Linked DNA regions of Sus scrofa: regions 1 and 3 are each linked to region 2. Evidence: chromatin contacts called from public targeted proximity ligation data. All regions are on one chromosome and are shown on one strand. The core of a region is the stretch at or near the end of the contact, and the rest is flanking DNA. Distances in the headings are between cores, read along the strand shown. Region 1 holds the start of SRCAP (helicase SRCAP). Region 2 holds the start of STX4 (syntaxin-4). Region 3 holds the start of PRR14 (proline-rich protein 14).

What was found.
Region 1: a targeted proximity ligation map of alveolar macrophages shows a contact between it and region 2. A contact is called at or near these places in 1 of 47 Hi-C or Micro-C datasets (embryonic fibroblasts) and 1 of 2 datasets of targeted methods (alveolar macrophages).
Region 3: a contact with region 2 is called in a targeted proximity ligation map of alveolar macrophages. A contact is called at or near these places in 1 of 5 promoter capture datasets (liver), 1 of 47 Hi-C or Micro-C datasets (skeletal muscle) and 1 of 2 datasets of targeted methods (alveolar macrophages).

Annotation. Positions count from the first base shown.
Region 1 is chr3:17,701,522-17,704,221 of Sscrofa11.1, forward strand. It overlaps SRCAP (helicase SRCAP), which reads right to left and starts at 1,341. Exons shown (of 34, transcript XM_005653006.3): 1 at 1,014-1,341.
Region 2 is chr3:17,429,764-17,432,762 of Sscrofa11.1, forward strand. It overlaps STX4 (syntaxin-4), which reads right to left and starts at 1,614. Exons shown (of 11, transcript XM_021086404.1): 1 at 966-1,614; 2 at 676-777; 3 at 464-563; 4 at 253-327. The coding sequence starts at 995. LOC102167315 (a long non-coding RNA gene) reads left to right here and starts at 1,318. Exons shown (of 3, transcript XR_001303274.2): 1 at 1,318-1,456.
Region 3 is chr3:17,749,749-17,752,754 of Sscrofa11.1, forward strand. PRR14 (proline-rich protein 14) reads right to left here and starts at 1,632. Exons shown (of 12, transcript XM_021086416.1): 1 at 1,513-1,632; 2 at 658-729; 3 at 365-533. The coding sequence starts at 680. LOC110259905 (a long non-coding RNA gene) reads left to right here and starts at 1,894. Exons shown (of 2, transcript XR_002342364.1): 1 at 1,894-3,006.

The sequences.
Region 1 (2,700 bases), core at 91-2,590, 270 kb after region 2:
CTATGCTGCGCCAGGAGACACTTCCCCAAACACAAGAACTACAACAGGAGACCTTAGAGGAGCAGTCAGGAGGGGAGAAAGGCCGAACAGCAAAGACCCATGCCCCGGAAATAGGCAGGGTAAACCCACACAAGGCCCGGAAGTGTTTCCCCAGTGTTTAAGGAAGCTCCTTAACCACACTGCAGCCTTTGATTCACTCCCTCTTCCACAACTGATTCACTGGACTCAAGCTAACCAGGATCCAAGAAGCCCGAACTCTTGACCCCAGGCTTCATCACCATCTCCTAAGCCGTCCCAACAGCCTGACCCGGCGTGACCCCTGACCTCTGCCCCAAGTTGCCACTAGCCCTAAGATGGCCCCGCCCCCTCCAGACTCCCACCGCACCCAACGTGCGCGACAGACTGGGGGAGGGGCCCGCGCGTGCGCGCCTGGAGGCGGAGAGAGCCGGCTGTGCTCACCGCCCCGGGGCTCCCGCCAGAACCCAAACCCACGCACACAAGGGTCGCAGGGCTGGGAAGCCTCTCGTCCCTGCCCGTCAGGGAGCCCCCCACCACCAGACCGAGAGAGCTTAAGATAAGGAAGGGTTCGTGCCGCCAGATCTTGGCTCCGGACTGGATATGGTGGGCGCGCGCCCCAACTACTCGTCCCACGCCCCCCTTCCTCTTCTCGCGCGCCCCTGAGGTGGGGGGCTGGGGTTGGTGGGCGGGCAGGAGCGCACCTGGGTCCGTCCTCTCAGGGCTCGCTCGCTCGCTCAGGCACGCGTGCGCAGACGGGCGGAAGGGGAGAGAAGACGCGCCCCAGCCCAGTGCCGGCCGGTCTGGCCCCCCTCAGCCTGTCTCTATGGGCGCGCGCCGACAGCCTCGCGCACCGGCCCCGGGGCCCCGGCCGAAGGTGCGCGCGCAGCACCCCGGGAAGGTGGGAGGGGAGGCGGTGGCGGAAAGATGCGCGCGCAGTCAGCCGTCAGGGGAGGGGGAACTGTGGAGCGTCCGCCATCTTGTCTCCCTCTCCTTACCTGCGTCCTCGGGGGCGTGCGCACCACCCCCCCCTCCCGCCGAGGAGGGGGAGGGCCCCCTCTTTGCCGCCTCCTTCGCGGCCTTTAAATCCCCCTGAGGCCCGCGGCTACTGCCACCGCCTTGCTTCCACTGCTTCCTCTCACGGCACAGAGATGCGGGAGGTGGGTGGGGAAAATGGGAGACGCTACTCGCAGCGAACCGCCGCCGCCGCTTCCGAGGCCTCACCAAAATGGCCGCCGCCGTCTCGGCCGCCACCACCAACACCACCGCCACCACCACAGCTCACTATCGCTACCGCCGGCGCGGCCCGTCCTCTCGCGAGACAGTAACTGGAGGTTGGGAGAGCAGGGAGCCTCGCGTGCTAACGTAGGGCGCTACCCGAAGCGCAAGGCAGGCTGGGAAATGTAGTCCGCCCGGAGGCTCCGCGCCTTTCCCGCAGCAGAGCTCTTTACCCTCCACCGGCTAACCTGCCACTGGGGCTGCATTGCAGCTGCCCACTGGGACGTGGCCACCGTACCTTCTTTTATAGATCACCCAGAGAGCTGAAGGAATTTCTCAGGTACTTTCAGCAAGTTAGCAGTGGAGCCTGGATCTCTGGATTCCCGTTGCAGTCCACTCGTATAGAGCCAATGCATTTGACACATGGGTGGTATTGTTGATAGCTCCTAAGCATTTATGCATCAGGTCGCCAACTTTCTGAGTTAAGAACCCCTTAAATTTGTTGTGTTTTGGGGGTTTTTTTGGTAATGGTTGGGTTGGCTGCACGCCGGGCATGCGGAAGTTCCCTGGCCAGGGATCAAATCCGTGCCAAAGTGGGGACCAGAGCCCCATCAGTGACCACCGGAGATCCTCAACCCGCTGCGCCACCAGGGAACTCATTTGAGAATCTGATACCCTCACCCTGGAATAGAATAATAATAATAACGTACCTTTTACTGAGGGCACCTTGTGCACGATCTCAATCCCAACAATGCTCCATTTATAAATGATTTGAGGCTCATAGAGTAATAGAGCTCAAAGCCAAGATTCATAGCCAAGCAGTCTAAGTCACAAGGTTACAAGCACTGTCACAAAATCTACCTCATGAGGGCCGACCACCCAGGAGCCAGGTTAGGAGGCCATAATAAAGCTTTCATTCAGCTCTTCACCTGCTCAGTTTAGATCTCCATTCTACTCTAAGAGTTGATGATTCTCTCTGACCTTGACTTGAAGTTCTGTTTTTCTTTTTCTTTTTTTTTTAAACTTTCTCTTTTTTTAATATTTTTTTTATTTTATTTTTTTAATTTTTTTTGTCTTTTTGGCATTTCTTGGGCCGCTCCCATGGCATATGGAGGTTCCCGGGCAAGGGGTCGAATCAGAGCTGTAGCCGCCAGACTACGCCAGAGCCATAGCAACGCAGGATCCGATTCGCGTCTGCGACCTACACCACAGCTCACCGCAACGCCGGAACCTTGACCCCACTGAGCAAGGGCAGGGATCAAACCCGCAACCTCATAGTTCCTAGTCGGATTTGTTAACCACTGCGCCACGACGGGAACTCCGAAGTTCTGTTTTTCTTACAGCAAATACCAGTGGTTGAAAACTCAAACCTAGAAGGACCAAGAAGATGATGTAAATAAAGCAAAGAGGGGCAGATGAGGAATGTTAGGAACAGGAGGCCGTATACTCTGACCAAAAGGAATAGTC
Region 2 (2,999 bases), core at 364-2,863:
TGGCCACACTAATCTCCACCTTGGTCAAGGGTCAAATGTAAATGGTTTCATTGTAAATAAGGGAACCTGAGAGGCAGGCCTGCGCTGTGGAAAGAACTTTGGACTGGAAGCCAGGAGATGGAGATTCGAGACACAGGCCTGCTGTGTGGTCTGGTTATATATCACTGGCCTCTCTGGGTCACACACTCGCGGATATATCAGGCATTGGGCAGGATCAGAGCAAAGTATCTATCTGAGTTCCTAGACGCTCACCCTTGAGCTCTGCGCGGATGTCCCTCCCCAGCTGTTTGATCTCGTCACGCAGGTTCTGCAGGTCCTGCTTCATGCCTGAACAAGAAAAAGCCATGATGCCCAAAGCACGGCCCCTACCTCAACAAATCTCCCTGGCCACCACCTGCATGGAACTACCATCCCCACAATCCCTCTGACTGAGCATGCGTTCTGCACTCGCGATTTCACTCACTTTCCTCGGGAAGGGGCGTGGCCAGGATGGTGACCTGCTGCTTCTCCAACTCTCGGACCTTATTCTCCAGCTTGACAATAGTCTGCCGAATTGTCCGGACCTGGGGAGGATGACCGAGAGGGCTGAAGCAGATATGGGAGTCCTCCAGACCGCTCTGCACCTCGGGTCATCCAGCCCCCTCGTGAATCCAGACCGAGACCCCAGCCTCTTACCTTCTGGAAGAACTCATCGTCTGGGCTGCCCAGCCGTGCCGTGCCCGGGTGTACCACCAGCGCGACCCTCTCCTTGTCCTCATCGTCAGAGCTGTCATCTCCCTGACAGGGCCGGGGTCATTGGCATCACTTCCTTGCTGTTGCTTTCGCCCCGCGGGATTCACGGGCTTCCGGGTCTTCCAATCCCACAGCTACCCCTCCCTGCCCTGCCCCGAAGACCAGGAGTCCTGCATTCCAACTAGACCCTACCCCGTCCTCCTGTCCCAACCCCGCTGCGCCGGACTTCTCACCTGTCTCAGTTCGTGGGTCCTGTCCCGCATGGCGGCCCGAGCTCCCTCTCCCCGGCGCGGGAGCCCAGAGGGCCTCGAGATTCTAAGTTTGGAACTCCTGTACCCCACTCACTCTCTTGACACTTCTCTCTGCCCTCACCCTGTGGACCCCTAACCGCCCCCCACGAGCCGCCAGAGGCTCTATCCCTGACACCATCCACCGTCGAGGACAAGGAGCCGACCTCGGGGACCCCCAAGTTTCCACAGGTTGGAACTCCCTTTTCTTACCCCCCTCCCGCTCCCGTAGCTTCAGCCCCGCCCCCTCTGGGATGACTGGAGCATGCGCACCGCACCGCGTCCCTTCCCCGCCCGAGGGAAAGGCGGAGGTCGGAAGCGCCAGCTCCCCGAACGGAAGCAAAATTGCCAGGACGTGAGAACCCGCCCCCTTTGCCGGAACTATCGCATCTTCCAACGGAAATCTAGTTGCCAAAAGAGGTGGAAATGCGTCATTGGTACGTAATCTAGGGACCCAGCATCTCACATCACCCCATGGCGCCCCCCCCGCGTCACGTGACTGGCCCGGTCCCAGCCTCTTGGACCTTAGAACGTGATGCTCTGACTGTCACGTGTCTCCACTCTGTCAACTCGGTCTCCGGGACACCTAGCTCCCCACGACGTCCTCGGCACCCTGGCTCCCACAAGTCGGGAGGGGGCGCCGACTACCCCCAGACATCTTTTGAGACAGAGGGTGGTAGGACCCTGGCTGAATTCGGCTTTATTCCTTTTGGGTTCCGGGGGTGTGGGCAGATTGACGACTTAGAATTTGGGGCTGTCCACATCATGAGACCTTGAAATTCGGAAAAGAATAAGATCCGGCGTCAGAGAGTTGCAGGGTTTGTAGGCAGAGTATCTGGGGGTGGGAAGTGACCTCACCCGAGGCGGAAAGCTCTTCTCCCGCATACTCCTGGCACAGCTTCTGACAGGTGGGCGGCTGGCGCCCGGCTTGAACACTGCAGTCCCGCCGCACTCACCACCTTCTGAGCAGTGAGACCATTTCAGGACAGCTCAGGCTGAGAAAAGAGTCCATTATGTTGAGCAGCATATCACCTACACCCCTTCGCCCCCACCTTGCACCAGGGTTTACCCTCTGAAGGACACAAAAAAGAAACAATTCCGCATTACTGTGACCTGTGATTGCTTGAGGTGAAGGCGTGATTGTGTGGTTCTCACCCGAATCCCAACACCTAGTGGGCCCTCAGTAAATATTTGTGGACAGAACTTTAGCCTTTCCTATGTCTGAAGATGACGCGTGTGGTTCCCTAGTCCTCTCTTTTAGGCTTCAGGCTTTCATCGTGACACTTCCCAAAACCTGACCCTCTAGAGGTTCATTCATTCAGTGGATATTCATTAGGCACTTATTATGAGCAGAATGCTCTTCTAGGGCCAGAATTACATCCCGGCCCAACAGAGAAGAATGACTTATGCTTTTTGAAATCTACATTCTGTAGGAGGAGGCCCCAAGGCCACTGGGTCTCCCCATAGCCAGGATGGCTAGGACTGATCTAAGACTCCTGGATCCCAGGGCTCTCCCCGAGGAACTTATATGAAGGTCAAGCAAAGGAAGGAAAGGCCCTTCTCTACTAAGCCCCGATAAGGAAACCTAGATTTCTGTGACTGAGTTGCTGTGGACTTCTGGAAAATCTGGCAACTCCAGATTCTTAACCCACTCCTCTGGGCTGGGGATCATACCTGCATCGAGCTCGCCAGGGACACCATCGGTCCTGTTGTGCCACAGCAGGAACTCCTGGAAAGTCACTTTTTTTTTTTTTGTCTTTTGTCCTTTTTAGGGCCACACCCCAAACATATGGAAGTTCCCGGGTTAGGGGTCTAATCAGAGCTGTAGCCACTGGCCTACGCCAGAGCCACAGCAATGACAGATCCGAGCCGCATCTGTGATCTTCACCACAGTTCACAGAAATGCCGGATCCTTAACCCACTGAGCGAGGCCAGGGATGGAACCCACAACCTCACGGTTCCTGGTGGAATTCGTTTCCA
Region 3 (3,006 bases), core at 382-2,881, 320 kb after region 2:
GAAGGTACCCAGAGAGAGTCACTGCCCTATTTGGGGCCTCAGTTTTTCTAATCTGAGCAGTGGAACCAAAGACCTCAGCCTGCTTCCTAAGGGTTGTTTAGAAGTTGGGCTGGGAAGAAAGCAGAAGGGTTTCTCATACTTAGAGTCGTAGGGACGTGGTTTCAGCCCAGCAGAGTCGGTGGTGAGGAATGGGTCCAGGAGACCCTACCCACTTCCAGGTTAGAGTAAGTGAGAGCCGAGTGGGAGGCTGCCTGATGGATGAGTGTGAGAATGAGGTGTTTGTTATCCTCATTAAAGAACGGGTTTGGCTTTGGTACCCAGGAGACGGGAGGGAGAAGGGGGCCTCTCAGTTCAAGGGGCTCACCATGTGGGCAGCCATGACATCTTCCAGGACCACAGCCAGGACCCGCCGAGAGGCTTTTTCCAAGGGCGAAGGGGCCCCAAGGGGCTGCAGTTTCGGCCGTTTGGGGCTCCTGGCTCCCCATAATGCTCGAGCCAGAGGCTGGCGGCACAGACGCTGCCGGCCAGGCGGGCTGGAGGTGGAGAGAAGCAGAGGACGGTCCTCTAAGCCTGTTGTTGGCTCTGTGGTTTCCCCGGTACGGCCACCAGGCTCCCCGTTTCCCGGGCTCAAGACAGGCGGGCGGGGTGCGCTCTCACCTGGAGTCCCCGGGCAAGTCCATGGGGGAAGCGGCGGCTCCGGGGAGTCCCTGGGGGATCCCAGGCTCCAGCCTGGGTTTGGGGGGGAGCGGGGGAGCGGGGAGTGAGGGCCAGCCCCTCCCCTGGGGCTCCGCCCTTCATGGTCCGCCCGAGGCTCCCAGTAGCCCAGGGGCCGGAGCCCTGGGGCTCGGAAGGGCGCCCTCGTCTGGCCGCCGGGAACGGGTGTCTTCCCGCTGCTGCCGCGATCAGTGGATCACTCGCGCCCTGCCTGGCCGCGAGAACCTGGATTGCAGCGGCCCCAGTTCTCCCACGGCCCAAGCCTCCTGGGGCCTTTGTCCCTTCAGATTCTGCCCTGAGATCCCCCGGGATCAGCTGGGATCCCGGTCCTCAGAGGCTCAGTTTCCGCCAGATCCCTCTGTAATCCTCATCCACTCCCAGTGAGTGGGCGAGGACTCCGAAGGAACACTCCCACACGCCGACGGTTCCCCCCCTACCAGATCCCCTAGACTGGATCCCCGCTGAAAGAATCCTATAGCGCGGTTCCTCCAGTCAGACGCCGCGCGAGGATCCTCCTCTCCCCGTGAGCTTCGGCTCCACAAAGCTCCACTCAGAAAGGGGCTGCCCGAGCTTGAGCATCACAAACTCAGTCCGGATCCCCGGGGATCCACTGTCAAGCAGATACCCCCTTCACTCCAATCCCGGGAGGTCCCGCCCACAGACCCCCTCCCTCCGCCCTCCCCGGATCCCCGCCCAGCGCTCTCCCCAGCCCGGGACCAGATGGTTCAAAAGTTTCCTTCCCTCCCTCCTCCCGCCCTCTCTTCAGCCGCTCGGTGCCCTCCCCCGCGCGCCGCTCACCGCCGCCTCCCGCGGATCCCGGGTCTTCGACGGCTCCCACCTCCGGCTCCTTTAAAACTAGCCTTACCCAGCTCTGCCCAACCGCCGAGGGCCTTCTTCTCAGAGCCTTTGGGCAACGCCCAATCGCCGGTCGCCGTCTTCCGGGGTGGTGAGAAACTAAGTGAAGCCGCCTAGCGGCCATCATCCCTAGGGGCAAGAAGCCAAATTGGGCAGCGCCGCCATTATAGTTGAGGGCAGATAGCGCTGTCCTCAGTGGACCGCAGTGGGCCGGATGGCGTCATCTTTTCCGGCCAGTGAGTGGCCGAAGATGATGCCAAGGTTCTTGAGCTACTGAGGCAACTGTCATGAAGCTAGAGTACCGCCACGTTTTTTAAGGGCATCTTCCGGTTCTTTCGTACTTGGGCCAATAAACGTGAACTGAGTGCTAACGATATGTGAAATTCCCAGTTGCCTAGAGAGGCCCCTTTGAAGCCTTTTCCAGTACCATCGTGGGTTGCTGAACCGGGTTCCCGAGTTGCACGGAAGTGTTTGGCAGCGGGTGGCGGGGACCAGAGACAGGCTGGTGCCACCTCCTGCTTCTCTGGTTGCGTGGCGTCCTGGAGGGACTGGGCTGAGCGGGGGTGCGGAGGAGGCTGGGGCGTTGAGCTTCACTTCACCCAAGGGTTGTGTACCTCTTCCTGGAGGAGCGGGGGTTTCTGCCGCTGGCGCTGGGGGCTCAGTATAGAGGTGCTAGTGCCAGGAGACCAATAACAACCTTGGGGTGCTCGGTGGGGTGCGGCCGCTTTCCTCTCTTTTCGGGCCTCCCCCGAGCCCTCTTTCAAGAGGGACCTAGCTGATGGGCTGTGTAATCAGTCCCATAGTAGTAAGGGACCAGGGATGGAATCCTGCTGCTTAAAGGGGCTTCATCCTGAAACTTTTATACCAGGAGCCAGCTGGTGGTGGGGAGGTAGTGGCTTCTTGCACTGTGAAGGCACCCTCACCGCCTAACCAAAACTCATGCCTCCACTCCTTCCCCAGGATTCCCTGGTCCAAGCTAGTACTTATTTTCTTGCTGGAGCAAGAGAGCCTGAAGCCTAGAATCCTGCGTCTGAGATGACGGTGCACAAGTGACCTAACCCAGCCCAGCATGATTCTCGCCTATGAGATTAAATGATAAGAGTAGTGACACAGGGATTTCTCACTGTGGCTCAGTGAATGTGGACACGAATTTGACTAGCATCCACGAGGATTCGAGTGCGATCCCTGGCCCCGCTCAGTGGGTTAATGCCCTGGCATTGTCTCGATCTGCGGTGTAGGTTGTAGACACGGCTCAGATTCCACATTGCTTTTGCTGTGGCTGTGGTGTAGGCCAGCAGCAGTAGTTCCAATTCAACCCCTAGCCTGGGAACCTCCATGTGCCAAGGAAGCAGCACTAAAAAGAAAAAAAAAAAAAAAAAAAGAATAGTGACACAGAAAGGGTAGAATGGAAAGAGCCCCCACTGGTAAGAATTGGTG